Regions from separate parts of the Mus musculus genome. Here all the other regions are linked to region 1. A link is a contact called in public HiChIP or PLAC-seq and promoter capture Hi-C data. All regions are on one chromosome and are shown on one strand. The core of a region is the stretch at or near the end of the contact, and the rest is flanking DNA. Distances in the headings are between cores, read along the strand shown.

Region 1 (4,636 bases), core at 537-3,036:
TTGCCGGTGTCTCTCTGTGATGAAACCAGCTTTCTATGAGAACTTACTTTGTTAAGATCTTGAATAAACCACAGAATCATGTATTCTTTAGTTTGGAGGTTAACAGTCTCATCCTTCTCCTCCTTATCTGAAAAAAAAAAGACTAGATTTCCAACTCTCTCTCTGAAAATGAACACACCAAAATATCAGTTGAACAATAATTCCCAGTGTTAAGACTTTCCATATAGAATACTGTAGTTTGATGCATCATCATGATTGTAATTTTTTTCTTTATGTGCATTTTGCCTGCATATATATGTCCGTATACAATGCCCATGGAGATCTAAAGAGGCATCAGATGCCCTGGAGCTGGAGGCCTAGACAGTTGGGAGTGGCCATGTGGTTGCCAGCAATGATCTCTCCAGCTTGTGCCTGGAAATGTTATTTAGTGCAGTTTGGCATGTTAGAATATGGGTCCTTAATTTCTGTGGGATGCTTGCTTGTTTGTAAACTGGGTCTCAGTATGTACTGGCTGCTCTAGAACTGCCAGCATCCCCTCCAGCCTTAGCTTCTCAAGTTCTGGGATTACAGAGTAAGTCAACACTCTAGCATAAGAGTTTGAATTCTGTAGTTCACCTTGATTATAGAATGCAATTTTTCTGGCCTTCAGATTCTTCATTATAAAGTATCATAAGGATTTGTTGTTGATTATTGTTTTCTATTAAAAACCATTTTCCCAAGTACGTAAGGGCATTACACAAGTACCGAAGACACAGAGCACGTGTTTTTTGCTCTGTGCATTTAGAGTAAAATGACAGGAGAAAAAAACTGGTCATCATGGCCACTTGCAGAAAAGTGACTGTGGTTAGTCACTCTTAAACGATCACATTACTATTTTCATAGTTTAAATATTTTCTACCAGGCTACAACAAAAACCTTAAAATTAAGATGAAGGGTAGAGTTATTCAAAATATATTGTGCCAAACCGGGGGAAACAAACGAACAAACAAAAAGCCAAAACAGCATTAGATTTCCGTGGCCATAGGCAAGAATTAGCATTCATGGAATGCAAAGCAATTTGACCACTTGAGTGCTGATTAAGACCCGGAAGAACACTTAACACTTGTCAGGAAGGTCTCAAGGTGAACTAAGACAGTGAGGTCGCTGCCACGTTTAGGTCGCAAGACATTTAAGGTACTTTAAGTGTGAGCTAGCCAAGATCAATCCGGAGTAAAAACAAGCTCCAGGGTGAAGATTCGGGGAAAGCGTTATGCCAGCTAGCAGGCTGAGGACTGCCAAGTTGTCTGCCCTCACACTAGGTCTCGCAGCTTGGATGAATCTCACCCGTCCGCAGACTTCCGTTTCTGACCTTCCCCCACCACCCCCCGCCCCCACCATTACAATCAAGTTTTATTTTAGTCCACCTCCTTCACTACAGCGCCAACCGCTGCAAATCCTCTTTCCAGACCTTCCAAACCGCCCTCTTCCAGCCAGCTGCTGCGGCTGCAATCTCCCTGCACCCGCGGAGAGAGTCGATGTCCTATTGGCTCAGCTCGGGGCATGGTCGGCTTCCGATTGGTTGAAATTAGAAGGCGGGAGAGAGGTGTGCCCTTACATCATCGACTGGCCCCTCGCAGCACGGGATTGTGGGAGGGAGAGGGCCACTGGGAGGAACTAAATACCCGGAACGACCTTTGCGGGCCGGGGCGGTCGTAGCCCGGAGCCTATGTCTCCGCCCACCGGCTGGGCGGGCTCCGCCCCCACTCCGCCAGCCAGGCCGTCAGGTGATCTGGGGCTCACGTGGTCACGTGGACAGGGCGGGCGCGCCCGAGCTGGCCATGGCGGCCGCGGTGTCCGGTGTGGTGAGGCGGGTGGAAGAGCTCGGGGACCTGGCTCAGGCTCACATACAGCACCTTAGCGAAGCCGCGGGGGAAGACGGTGAGGGAGCGCCGCAGAGGGAAGTGGGCGGACGGTGGTGAGATGCGAGGGGACCGCTGCGCTCGGTGGCCAGAAGGCGCGGCCTTCGGTCCGAGGCGGGGTCCCTGGTGCTGGCACTGCTGAGCTTGGTCCCCATTGGGCAGTCATCTGCCCTCTCCTCAGATGTCCTGTTACCCATGCAGCGTTTTCTACGTTCCTTGAAATCCTTTTTGTTTACATCCGACCAGATGTGTGGTGTCGAATCTGCGAGAAGGGTAGACTTTAAATAAAAGTACACACGGACTTTCTCCGGAATGTTCATACTGCCCAGAAAATGAACAGTATGTTTTTTTGTTGTTTTTTTTTTTTTTTTTTTTTTTTTTTTTTTTGCATTCAGAGAGACATGCATGACAGTTCACTTTTTCATTACTGCCTTGTAAATTTCCACTTTGTTTTCAATTCAAAATTCAGCTGTAAATACATATTGTACACAGTTATGGTGTAATTTTAATGCTCCCCCCCCCGCCCCATTTTAGTCCTTAGGTATTTTCTTAGAAGGGAAAATAGGTTAGGAAATACGTCATTCTTTTGACATCAGACTCGGTTTGCTTTTTATAAATTCTCAGTTGCCAATTGGTTCGACAGTAATCTTTTTTTGTTTTTTGAATGTTGAGCCTTTACCATCCATGAGCTTTAAAATTCTTGTGATTAGAGTCATACGATGACCGAAATGAAACATTTCTCCCAGGTGATTGACTAGTTGGTGTATTTACGGAATCAGTTCTATAATTAAATGAAGCACATATGACCACACTGAGGCTTTTTATCTTTTGGTTTGTGGCAAGCGGAACATAGAATTTGTAGTCACTGTTACCTCCCTGGGTCATGTGTCAGCCAGAGCTCAGGTAGTCTTACTTACTTATTACTGAGCCTAACAGTAATTCATATTTTCTTATGAAAGAATTCTATGATCCATTGTGAAAGGAGGCCTGGAAAGGAGGTTCAGTGTTCCATGGCCTTGTTTGGAGGCTTTGTTTATACATCTGAAAATTTACTAAAATCATAACTGTAGCTATCTGCTTTACAATCTACTAGGCAACATTGACGTTAATCTTACTGGAGAATTACTAACAGGGCTTACTTAACACCAGATTATATGTATTTGAATTATACTTGGCCCTTTTTCATACATCAAAATCAATAGACATCGGAAATTGGTCCCTTAGCTTAACAGTCATATGTTTTTCTTGAGTTGTCAGTATCGTTAGTTTCAATTTTATTCAAACTAGATAATAGAGTGCTAACCATCATTCCACTTAAGAGTGCTCTGTATTTATGGCCATATAGTTCTCATTCTTAACAGTATGATATTGTCCTGCATAGACTTATAAGAAGGACCTTCTCTGAAGATTATAGGAACCTTCTCAGTTTACTTTAAATATTTCTAGTAGAAAGAATGTATTTTTATGGACTTTTCCAGAATGATAGATATGCCACCACCACACCTGACCTATAATAATAACTATGACACTCCTCTTCAGCAGCGACTTCAGCAGTTCAGCACAAGTCTTTGCATTTACAGTAATCTCAGAAGTTAACGGGAAAAATATAAATAGCTTGTACAGGACGTGGGGAGGCCGATGGTCTGGACCATTTTGGTTCTCAGTAGAATCTTGTTTTCTGGGTAGTAGGGTGGTACTTCTGGGCCAAGGAGAGATGTGAAGACTGCTAACTTAAGAGCGATCTTATAGCAGTAGAAAATCCTCTAAAGCTTAAGGTCACTAAGTGACTACCTGCTGACATAGCTGATGGTATTTTATTCTAACACTGAGCAGCTTATCTGTTCACCAAATACTACATTGTCTGTCCACTGCTGGATGCCTGTGAAAGCTTCTGTAGTGCAGAAAAGATGCTTAAAGACTTTGTGTCTTGTACTGTGGTATGGATATGTACTTCATTAAGTGAAGTAGAAGGGTGGACAGTATCTTTGGGGCCCTCAAAATCAGAAATAAAGAAAATATTGTAGTAAACAGATGGTTGAGTTAAGATGGTAAAGTTTGGAAAGTTGGCTAAGTTGTGGTAAGAAAACATGCAGGAGGTATTGGGGTTTTTTGTTTTCTGTTTGTTTTCCTATAGGTTTTGAAGGAATGCGGTAATTTGTTCAGTTTCAAAGTTTTTTTTTAATAATTTATTTCAATTTTATGTGTATTGGTGTTTTACCTGCCTGCATTTTTGTGTGAAGGTATCAGATCTTGGACTTAGAGACAGTTATGAACTGTCATGTGGGTTCTGCGATTTAGACCTGGGTCATCTAGAAGACCAGTCAGTTCCCTCAACTGCTGAGCGATCTCTGTAGTCCTTCATTTTGACGTTTTAAAGGAATAAGATATAACCCTTTAAATTGGCATTGTAGTTATACCAGCTAGACATACAAGTATGATAACTTAGAATTGTTTACAGTCTGATATTTTATGAATATTTGATCTGATCAATTTTTCTTTTAGTTAATTTAGCTAGTACATTTATAAAATTGCATGCATTCAACAGACACTCTTTCTGCAAACTTGTAGATTTTGTATTATTCCAGTAAAAGCTGTAAGATTGTAAGTACTTTAGAGTATATCAACATTGTAAAAGAAACATTGTAAGAATAGACTAAGAACTACATAGATGGCTCAGTAGGTTAAGCACTTCCGGTGCAAGCATGTCAGGTGGCCTAGTGGTGCCCTTGTAATCCCAG
Region 2 (4,636 bases), core at 588-3,087, 820 kb before region 1:
AAACCCTTACTCTTATCTTTTAACAATACTTATTTTCTCAGTCATTATTCTTTTAGGCATGATTTTATTTCATTTAAATCATTTTTGGTTTGTTTGAGGAAAGGTCTTACTATATAACTGAAGCTGATCTTGAACCTCCAACCCTCTTGCCTCTATCTCCCAAGTGACGTGGTTACAGGTATGCACCACAGTGACTACATAAAAGTCATTTATATACATGGAGAAATTTCACAGTATGGTTTTAAGTTTTTATTAAAAGTGTTCCTTAAAGCTTTAAAAAAAAGATATCAGTGACCTCATACTGTGCTATCATCTGCTGTGACCATAATTTATTATTGGATATTTAAGATCTGTCATTGTTTGCTATTATAAATAATGTTGTGATAAACATCCTTCTATATAAATCTCTGAATGACTTTCTGCATACCATCTGTCCCCTGGAGCCCCTTGATTGGTGACATCTACCTTCACTATCTGACAGTGGACATGTGGAGCTAAGGCTGTTGCAGCCAGAACTTGTCAAGAAGACAAATAGGGATGCATCGACCTGACTCACATGCATAAACAGACTGGGGACAACTCTGATCTTGCAGGCCATTTGTTTGGTTAGAAGTCGGATGCTTACAGTATATTCCAAAAGAACAAAGGTGACCTTAGAGGAAACCAGCCATTTGGAATCCAATTAATCAAGCGTCAGGGCAGTTTGGCATCCAAGAGCTAGAATCATCACAATCTGACAGCTTCTCATGGAGGAGTAGCATTCAGATAAGGATATGGAAGAGGTGTTACCTTGTGGACGATCTCTTGGGAACAACAGAGAATTTCAACTTTCAAAGCTAAGCAGATTTGAGCGTTGCAGAAGTCCTTTGTAGAAAGGGAAGGAAAAAAAAAACCTACCTAAAATGTCATATTTACTGAAGATTGAAAAAGCAACCCTTTGTCAGGCTGAAACACCATGCCACTAGAGTACTTGAAATTTGAGATCATGTGCCTTCAGTGACTCTGATCCTAACAAAATTTAACAGTCGGGGAGGTCACTTATTTTGTCAGCATATTACAGTCAACAGACTCAAAATCTATATTTAAAAAGAACCGATCTAATTTTCAGCCACCCAGGCAACACACACAGATGCTTAGCACTCATCTTCATTAGCCTCAGAGGAGAAACTTCTTACCTTTGACCTAGAATTTATTTAATCTTTTAGGACAGAGCCGGAGACTCCCAATCTAAATTCCAGGTATTTAATATGCTCGGCTGCTGCTCTCTGCTTCCTGGTGATAATTTTATTAGTAGCTCTTAACACCTATTGTACTAAATTGCCATATTAATATTAATATCAGAGTGTGAAGAATTCAACTGATAAATGGTATGCAAATTAGCTTAATGCAGACTTTAATGGGTTAGAGCACTAAAAAGTTCTTGGAGACAAAGTAACCAAAGAGCTAAAGGATCAACTTGTCCTCACTGAAAGGAAAAAGTTACAAGGAAAAGAGAAATACTTTAAAGTACGTGTGAGTCATTTTTAATCAAAATAATAATTATTGCTGGCCCGATCTTTGATTATACTACGGACAACAAATAGGAAATACTTTTAAAAGGTTTGTCCTTATTTTTAATGATCCGTATACATGTGTGTCTCTGTGCAAGTTTGTACACGTGAATATAGGTGCCCGAAGGAGTCCCAGAAGAGGGTGAGTTGGATCTAGGCATTTGCAAAAAGAAGAGTTGGTCAGGGTTATGATAGAAACCATGCATCCCCAAACCAAAGAATATCAAGGACTGCTGGCAATTACTGGAAGCCAGAAGAGGAAGGATTCCTCATGCCCAGCCATTCTTGAAAGCATCTTGCTTTCAATACTAAACAGGAAGTGCTCTGAGCTCGCGGAAGGAAGGGGGAAATGCGTTGACATGGATCAGTATTTTCAGGACCCTCTTAGAAACCCCACCACCAACAGCAGAGCTGACATTCCACAGCACATGCCAGGCCCTTACTCTTAGGTCGTAGAGAAGTGGCCTCCAAAGCAGCAGTGTTGATGAGGATGACTCTAAGTCGACCCCAATGGAGCGCGGTTTTTCCAAGGAAACAGAAACAGAAAGTCTTTTTCAGAAGCCTTTGCTGGTTTAGCTGAATGCTCCTGACCACAGCTTCCAGCTAACTTTGAAACACTTCTGACCACAGCTGTAGCACTTCCACTCTCTGAGCAGCTGCTCCTCACCACAGGTCCCGGTGTAACACCACAAGTGATTGCAGCTGGCTTCTGTTCTCTACTGTCCAAGGCAGCCAGTCACTTTCTTTTTATGAAAACTGATCTTTCTCTCCACAGAGAATGGCTGTGTTCAGTGGTTTCTTGCAGTACCTGCTTACTCTTAACTGTAGGTGGCCCCTGCCTCACAAATGACTCCTTTGGTGGCTTTGGTAGTGGCTTGGAGGTGGGGAAGAGATTTTTTTTAGTATCTTCCTTTTTTTTCACCCAGAAGAGAGGTGTAAGACCCCCTTTTGGGGACCCCCACTCTAGTCTCGGGAGAGAGAGAGCACAAAAAGAAACACGAGAATCCTTTCTTGCTGTAAACACAGGAGGCAGTTTAATGGCAGAGCTCCAGGTGGAAACATATCTCATGCAGGAGACAGTGGATTCCACCCCGAGGCTCGAAAGCTAGGGGTTTTTATGGGGTAAGGGGTTTAGGGGTGTGGAATTCAGCATAGTGACACACTATTGGCTTATTCAAACATCAGCAGAAAAATTACATGTACGTGCAGGATGTCAGAGTTTTGTGAGCTATTGACTCAGTTCAGATAGCCCTGTTATGTCTTCACATTCCTCTTTATCTCTATGGTCAAGCTGTTCCCAGGAATGTTTTAACTATGGGGCATGCCCCGGTTTGTTTTTCTTTTTTTCTCAGCCCCAGGCAGCCTCTAGGCTCACAAACAACCAGCAATTTCTGAGTACTTTATATGACTTACAGGTCTTGAAATTTCACCTTTCTTTCAGAGGAAGGGATTAAATGACCACTATGAATGTTGTATGTAGATTCCTGGGGGACCATCTCCCCTCCCCCATGGGGTTCCTTTCCTCTCTGAGATCTGTTTTGTAGGGGAGAGCAGCCAAGTCAGCTTTGGAGAAAGCTTCTTGACTCTTACTTTGGGATGTGGTCCTATTTAACAGATCTTATTCTTGAATTGTCTCAGGAAGCCTGAGGGTAGGAGGCATACAAGCTTTCTCTACTCTCAGTGCCAGAAGTCCATGGGTGGCTTGCGTGGGAGGATGATGGACCAGTGAATCCTAGAGGAGATGCCAACTCAACTCTAATTACACTAGGAAAATATGTTTTCTCAGGGCCTTTCCTGCTCATTTTTTTCTCATTTTGTATTACAAGATCTTTATGATGTTGTCAAGGATTTAGGATTAACGAGAGGAGGAAGGGCTGCATTTAATATGCAAAATGCAGGAAGATTTCTACCAGGTGGCTGTGGCTCGTGGCCTGAAGTGGGTGTCCACCCCCCACTCCCCTGCATTGGAGACTTACAGAAGCAGCGTCTACACATCCCTGTGTAGGGTGAGGAAGGAGAAGGAAGACCCTAAGGTTTTGACATCAACTATAAGATCAGGGTCAGCTGTGTTGTGTGTGATTCATCTCAAAACTAGGCATTCTTAAAAGAATGCGGTGGTTGCCAGCAGTACCTCCTAGGACCCGGATCAGTCCCTGCTACACTGTGCAAACTGAGAAGTGGTTTGTGAAATGAATACACGAAAGTTGGGTATTTGTGACGTTTATTATGGACTCTCTGGCTTTCTGTCTGTTCTGTTGAAAAAATGCTATGGATTTTTATTACTTTTAATTGTGACAATAGTGTTTCTCACTGGCTTCAAAGGTCCTCTGATGTCTCTATGTACTTTGTGCAATGTGAGACAGTTTGCTCAATTGATAAAGGCATTTTGACTCAGAAATGTGACACAGGACAACAGATGCTGGCATTAGATAGGGGATGATCAAACGGCAGAGGGGGTGGAAGAGTAACAGTATGACAACGAACGACACAAGAGAATTTTGCCCAGCAATTTATGACTATGCCAGTTTACTCTACGTATAATGACTTACAAATTTTTTTAGATTATACAAAGTAATAGTTTTTTATTATGACATCCCTGAACATATGTATCATTATACTGCATTCCCATCCAGTTTCCTCACTTCTTGTGCATTGTTTTTGAATAGTAAATTCACTTATCACTAGGCACGCTAATCTGGGCACCTCCCAGGGTTCAGTATTTCCACCTTTATGTTTGCACACCTCACCGCTCCCAGCGTACAGATGTTTACTGTTTTCTCACGCATCGATGACCCTATCTTTACACAGTAGAGTTGGTTTTCATCCTTGGAGCACTGTGGGGGCAACAGGCAGACACAGTTGGAAGTGTGGGCTTCAAGGGAAGAGACAGTGTGAGGCACCACAGACAATCATTTGGAGCCCGGTGTTACTTAACCCTTCTCCATAGGACTCGGTTCCTTGATGGCGATTAGTAGAAAGCTGAAACTAGAGTGAAGTCCCAAAGTACCCAACAGTTGCTGCATGGTGAGATAAAAATTTGAGGCAGTAGAATACTCTCTCCTAACCTAGCAAGATTCCAGAACTGG
Region 3 (4,636 bases), core at 1,357-3,856, 690 kb after region 1:
ACACACTTGCCATGGGAAAGAATATATTTCATGAGATTCTATTAGTAAAGGAGATGTATAAAGAAATACAATACATTCAACACAGTAAACCAAAAACAAAAACAAAAAAACTCCTCATACTAGCTTGGGAAAGAAAAATAATAATAATATAACCAATCATAAAAAGAACAAACAAATACAGAGATCATTTAATATCTATTAAAATCTTAAGTGTACGTGGCTTCAACTTATCAGTAAAGAGACACACACTGGGTGACTGGATTAAAAAATATTACTAGGTCCAATTGTTTGTTTTTACTAAAAAATACAACTCATAAAGACACCCACAGGCTGAACCTCAAATGATTGAGGTCTGATTTGACCTACCAAAATTAAATCAAGGTTATAAAGGTTATAAAGAATAAAAGCAGATCCAAAATAATCTATGATGTTGAACTGGTATGTCTCTCAACAACAACAAAAAAAGCATGTTGCACTAAAAGGAGTCACTTCCAGGTTCCACAAACTTGTAAAGATGAGGTAACACCAATCAATATTCCTCAAACAATATCAAAAAAACAAAAACAAAAACAAACAAACAAAAAAAAAACGGAAAGGGGAACAAAAATCACAAACTAATCCTATGAAACCAGCACTAACCTGATGTCAAAACTGAATGCAGGGTATGGACAGATGGCTTGGTGGTTAAGAGCACTTGCTGATCAATCAAGAGGACCAGAGTATGGGTACCAGCATCTATAGCAACAGCCCACAAATACCTGTACTTCAATCAATAGAAGGCTCCCTTGACCCACAACTAGAAGGGAAGTTTCACAGGTTTGACAGTTGGGTTTTTGTTATTCTGCCTCTTGAGGGGAACATTATAGTCCAAGTCATGTAAGTTCATTTAAATGACATATATACATATGAATGTAAGAGTTGGTGCCTTGAAAAGTCAAAGAAGATCAAGAAAACCTTAGCCCCATTAATGAAAGAGAGACAGAGAGAGAGACAGAGAGAGACAGAGAGAGACAGAGAGACAGAGAGAGACAGAGAGAGACATACACACACACACACACACACAGAGAGAGAGAGAGAGAGAGAGAGAGAGAGAGAGAGAGAGAGAATCCAAAATTACCAGTATTAGACATGAATTGGGGAACATTACAATAGACACCAAAGAAATTCAGAATATTATAAAGGGATACTTTAAAGATGTGTACTCCATTCAGTTAAAAAATCTAAAAGGAATTGGACACATCTAGATTGGCATGAATCATCAAATTTAAACCAAGAAATGATCAACAACTTCAACCAGCCCATCAAAGACACACACAAAAAAGGAATATATTCTTAAGTTATAAAGAAAGAAAGAAGAAGGAAGGAAGGAAGGAAGGAAGGAAGGGAGAGAGAGAGAGAGAGAGAGAGAGAGAGAGAGAGAGAGAGAGAGAAAGGAAGAGGCAGAGTATTACCAACTCCTTTTATGAAGCAGCATTTCTCTAATGCTCAAACCACGTAAAAACACAACGAATGAAAGAAAATTACAGACCAGTATTCCTGATGAGCATGTAAAGAATCTCATCTTTTTTTTTCTTTCTTTCTTTTTTTTCCCCCCAGAAGCAATGGTAATTCAATCTCCGGGTGCAACAACTAAAACCTAATCTTTCAAGTCTTATTAAAATCTGATTCCTCCGGTGGTGAATCCTTTCAGATCAGCCATGATACCGGGAAATTCTTACCCCTCTACTGTCCAGTTCCTTCATCTATTTGTTTTTCAAATCCCTATCTATGCGTTGGTACCAATGCTAAAGAAAACTTGAACACGCAGTGGGGACTCAAATTCTCCACTTGGATCCAGTTCTAATACTTTGCTATACCTTAAACTTTCAAATAATGAAATATGAATAATCCTATTACTGTTTACATTCCTGTGCCTGAAAAAATTAATTCTATAGAAAAATCAAATTAATGAAATTTAAGTTTTTATTTCTCATTCAAATACCTTTTCAGCAGATACATTTCAGCTACTACAGGACAACATTGGAAATTATGATAATTTTTGAACACTTGAAGCAAGAGACCCTATCATGTTTTAAGTGATAAATTCATTTAATTGGTAGAACAACCTTAATGAGTAGAAATTTTTATTAATGATACTATATGGATAAAAAGCTGGGACACACAAAAAAAATTAGGTTGCCCAAGACAAAGACATTGGTAGAACTTACATTATAGTCCATGCCCTGAATCACTAAATCAGTAAGAGAATAGACATGAAACTATCAAATAATTGAATCTGGTACTTTAAAGGGCTTATAAACCACTGGGATGAATATGGGTTCTTATTTATTTAATTGTGCTGATGTATAAACCAAGCAAAGCTGGTTCATTCTTAAGTTGCCAAAACAGTGATTAGTCTGGCAGTGGCTGAGTGTTGTTCTGTGGTCTAAGAAATCCATGAAAGCACCTAGGAGGATGTAAATTGGTGGGGCTCTAAGGTATTCTCTAGGAGAGGGTGCTGACCGGCCAAGGAGAACGGCGGACCCAGAGGTGGGGGACCCTGCTTCCCACCCGGAAGAGGACTAAAATCTGAAACGGACCAGCTACCCGCACCCGAAGGACTTTGCTGGAGACTGGATGTCGCGCCTTGGCAGCAGGTACGTTCCAAGCTCTTCCCTGGAGATTCGAATCCCAGTTTTCCATCGATTCTTTTCCTGACACCTCCTTGAAGTGTCCTGGATTCCTGCAGTTTTATCCTACCCACTCCTCTCACACCGGAGCCCCTTGCCCACACCCCTGCGCGTCTGTTGGGCCTCAGAGGACAGCGGAACGCCATGGTGGGCCTTAGCCCCAGGGTCTGAGAGTAAAGCCTCGGAGAGCTCAGAAGAAAGAACAGGGAACAAGCTGAGCCCCACTCCTGGCACCTATGAGTGCCAGGGCCCAACTGAGTGGGGCTGGAGAGAAGTCAAGCCCTGGGATGCCCACGTCAACAGCCACCGAGCTGAAGAAGGAAATGAAACTATCTCTTGCCAGTGGACATGGTGGAGACTGAGCCTTGAACGCCATATAAGTAGAGAACTCAGTAAGCACTGAATCACTAACTTGTTGCCGAGTTTCTCTAGGCAAAACCAAATTCATTGAAAGAATTTGAACCTAGGAAATTGGGAGAAGAGGGCAATTAAGACATGCAGAAATGACCGGGTGGTGGTGATGCATGTCTTCGATCCCAGCATTCAGGAGGCAGAGACAGGACGATCTCCATGAATACCAGACTACCCCCCCATCACCCCCCCCACACACACACACACACACAGACACACACGAATACACAGAGAGAGGGGGGGCGCACTTGGAAAGCAAATGTACTTCCACTGAGCAACATCCTTAGCTTTAGTTACAAGGTGTATATATATATATATATATATATATATATATATATATATATATATATATATATATGTATATATATATATATATATATTCTATGAAGAAAAACAGCTGGAGAAGATTCAGACTCAAATTAAAATGCATTTGATTCAGGAATCTGGGTCTAAGACAGAATTCGTTTTTTAAAATTATTTAAAACGTTAGGAACTAAAAAGGAGAAAAGGAGATTTTTAAATACTTCAGATTATCCTCTAGTTTAAGTAACAATATCAATTAGTGTTTTTTTTTTTTTAACTTTGTTCAACAAAGAATGAAACTGTTTTGTTATGGGGGTTGTCTATTATGATTATTTTTCTACCAGAAGGAACAAGTTTTTACTGAGGTTTTTGAAATATAATTTTACTGATATGCAATACAGAATTGCAAGTGTTTCACTAAACTGGAAGTACATAACCAAAATTCAGATTTCAAAACGATTAAAAGCTGCTACAGTCAAGTAACATAAAAAGAAGAAAGTGGAATTTCTTGACAGAGTAATGTCAGGCAGTGTCCAGTTTGACAAGAATATGACCACAAAAAAAGTATTTTGAATACCATTTATTTTGGACTAGTTAACATCCAATACATGGCCTTGTGGTCTTTTTTCCCAAATCTAGAATAGCTGAGTTTCAAAACTGTATTTCACCACCTTTTTTTTTTTATGTGAGAAAAATGTAATGCCAAGTATTTCACACTTTGATATTGTATTAATCTTGGTTCTAGTAAGACACCTTCACACGCCCACATGTAAATGCTGGTTACATTCGGTTTCCCCATCCTGTGGATGAATCCACCTCTGGGATTCTGAAACATTTTTATGATTGGTTCCAGAGTTAAACTTGAAACTTGCTCTTTATTTCAGCAGTTACTAAACATTACTCATATCCACCCGGAAGCTTTATGTGTATGCTTTTATGTAATCCCAAAAGCATACAAAAAAGTAATATTTTGTGAGTACTTTATTTTCTATGTATCATTTATTTACTAAACAAAATATAAAACACAAGCAGATTAACAGAATATGTGTGTGATAACTCTTAAACAAGCATGTTTAGCATATTAAGTGAGAATGCTTACCTTTAAAAGTTATACCTCAAATTGGATAATATATCAGATTTTAAATCCGTAATGTTTTTGAAAGGCAAAGACAACATAATCATTATGATATAATTATATATTATATTAATTATATATGTATTATATGTAATTGAGATAATAGATTATAATAAAT

What was found. Promoter capture Hi-C pulls out the DNA fragments that hold promoters and counts their contacts. HiChIP or PLAC-seq counts read pairs in DNA pulled down with a chosen protein or histone mark.
Region 2: an H3K4me3 HiChIP or PLAC-seq map of the SCID.adh cell line shows a contact between it and region 1, with 13 read pairs. The contact joins the enhancer-like site here to the promoter of AW549877 in region 1. A contact is called at or near these places in 1 of 39 promoter capture datasets (pre-B cells), 1 of 15 datasets of contacts at CTCF or cohesin (pro-B cells), 2 of 484 Hi-C or Micro-C datasets (pre-B cells and pro-B cells) and 4 of 115 datasets of contacts at active chromatin or transcription factors (the SCID.adh cell line, bone marrow-derived macrophages, large pre-B cells and 1 more).
Region 3: a promoter capture Hi-C map of 3T3-L1-derived adipocytes shows a contact between it and region 1, with 7 times the contacts expected there. The contact joins the promoter of Ccdc152 here to the promoter of AW549877 in region 1. A contact is called at or near these places in 8 of 39 promoter capture datasets (the 3T3-L1 cell line, 3T3-L1-derived adipocytes, cranial neural crest and 4 more), 1 of 15 datasets of contacts at CTCF or cohesin (the NIH/3T3 cell line), 14 of 484 Hi-C or Micro-C datasets (the HL-1 cell line, adipose-derived mesenchymal stem cells, cerebral cortex and 9 more), 9 of 115 datasets of contacts at active chromatin or transcription factors (the NIH/3T3 cell line, astrocytes, cardiomyocytes and 6 more) and 2 of 9 other capture datasets (adipose tissue and embryonic stem cells).

What each region holds. Positions count from the first base shown.
Region 1 is chr15:3,992,896-3,997,531 of GRCm38.p6, reverse strand. It overlaps AW549877 (expressed sequence AW549877), which reads left to right and starts at 1,786. Exons shown (of 6, transcript NM_145930.3): 1 at 1,786-1,917. The coding sequence starts at 1,818. It overlaps Gm2093 (predicted gene 2093), which reads right to left and starts at 1,493. Exons shown (of 3, transcript NR_045740.1): 1 at 1,448-1,493; 2 at 48-127.
Region 2 is chr15:4,814,507-4,819,142 of GRCm38.p6, reverse strand. No RefSeq gene overlaps it. Among named protein-coding and RNA genes, the nearest start is that of Mroh2b, 82 kb to the left of the region's middle. Within about 2 kb of position 1,837, at least 87 of the 459 cell types and tissues checked have an H3K27ac peak or open chromatin away from gene starts, as enhancers often do. A contact at or near this core is called in the SCID.adh cell line, bone marrow-derived macrophages and pro-B cells, where this site is marked.
Region 3 is chr15:3,301,496-3,306,131 of GRCm38.p6, reverse strand. It overlaps Ccdc152 (coiled-coil domain containing 152), which reads left to right and starts at 2,606. Exons shown (of 9, transcript NM_001166063.3): 1 at 2,606-2,636. The region is part of intron 3 of Gm41254 (a long non-coding RNA gene); the gene reads right to left.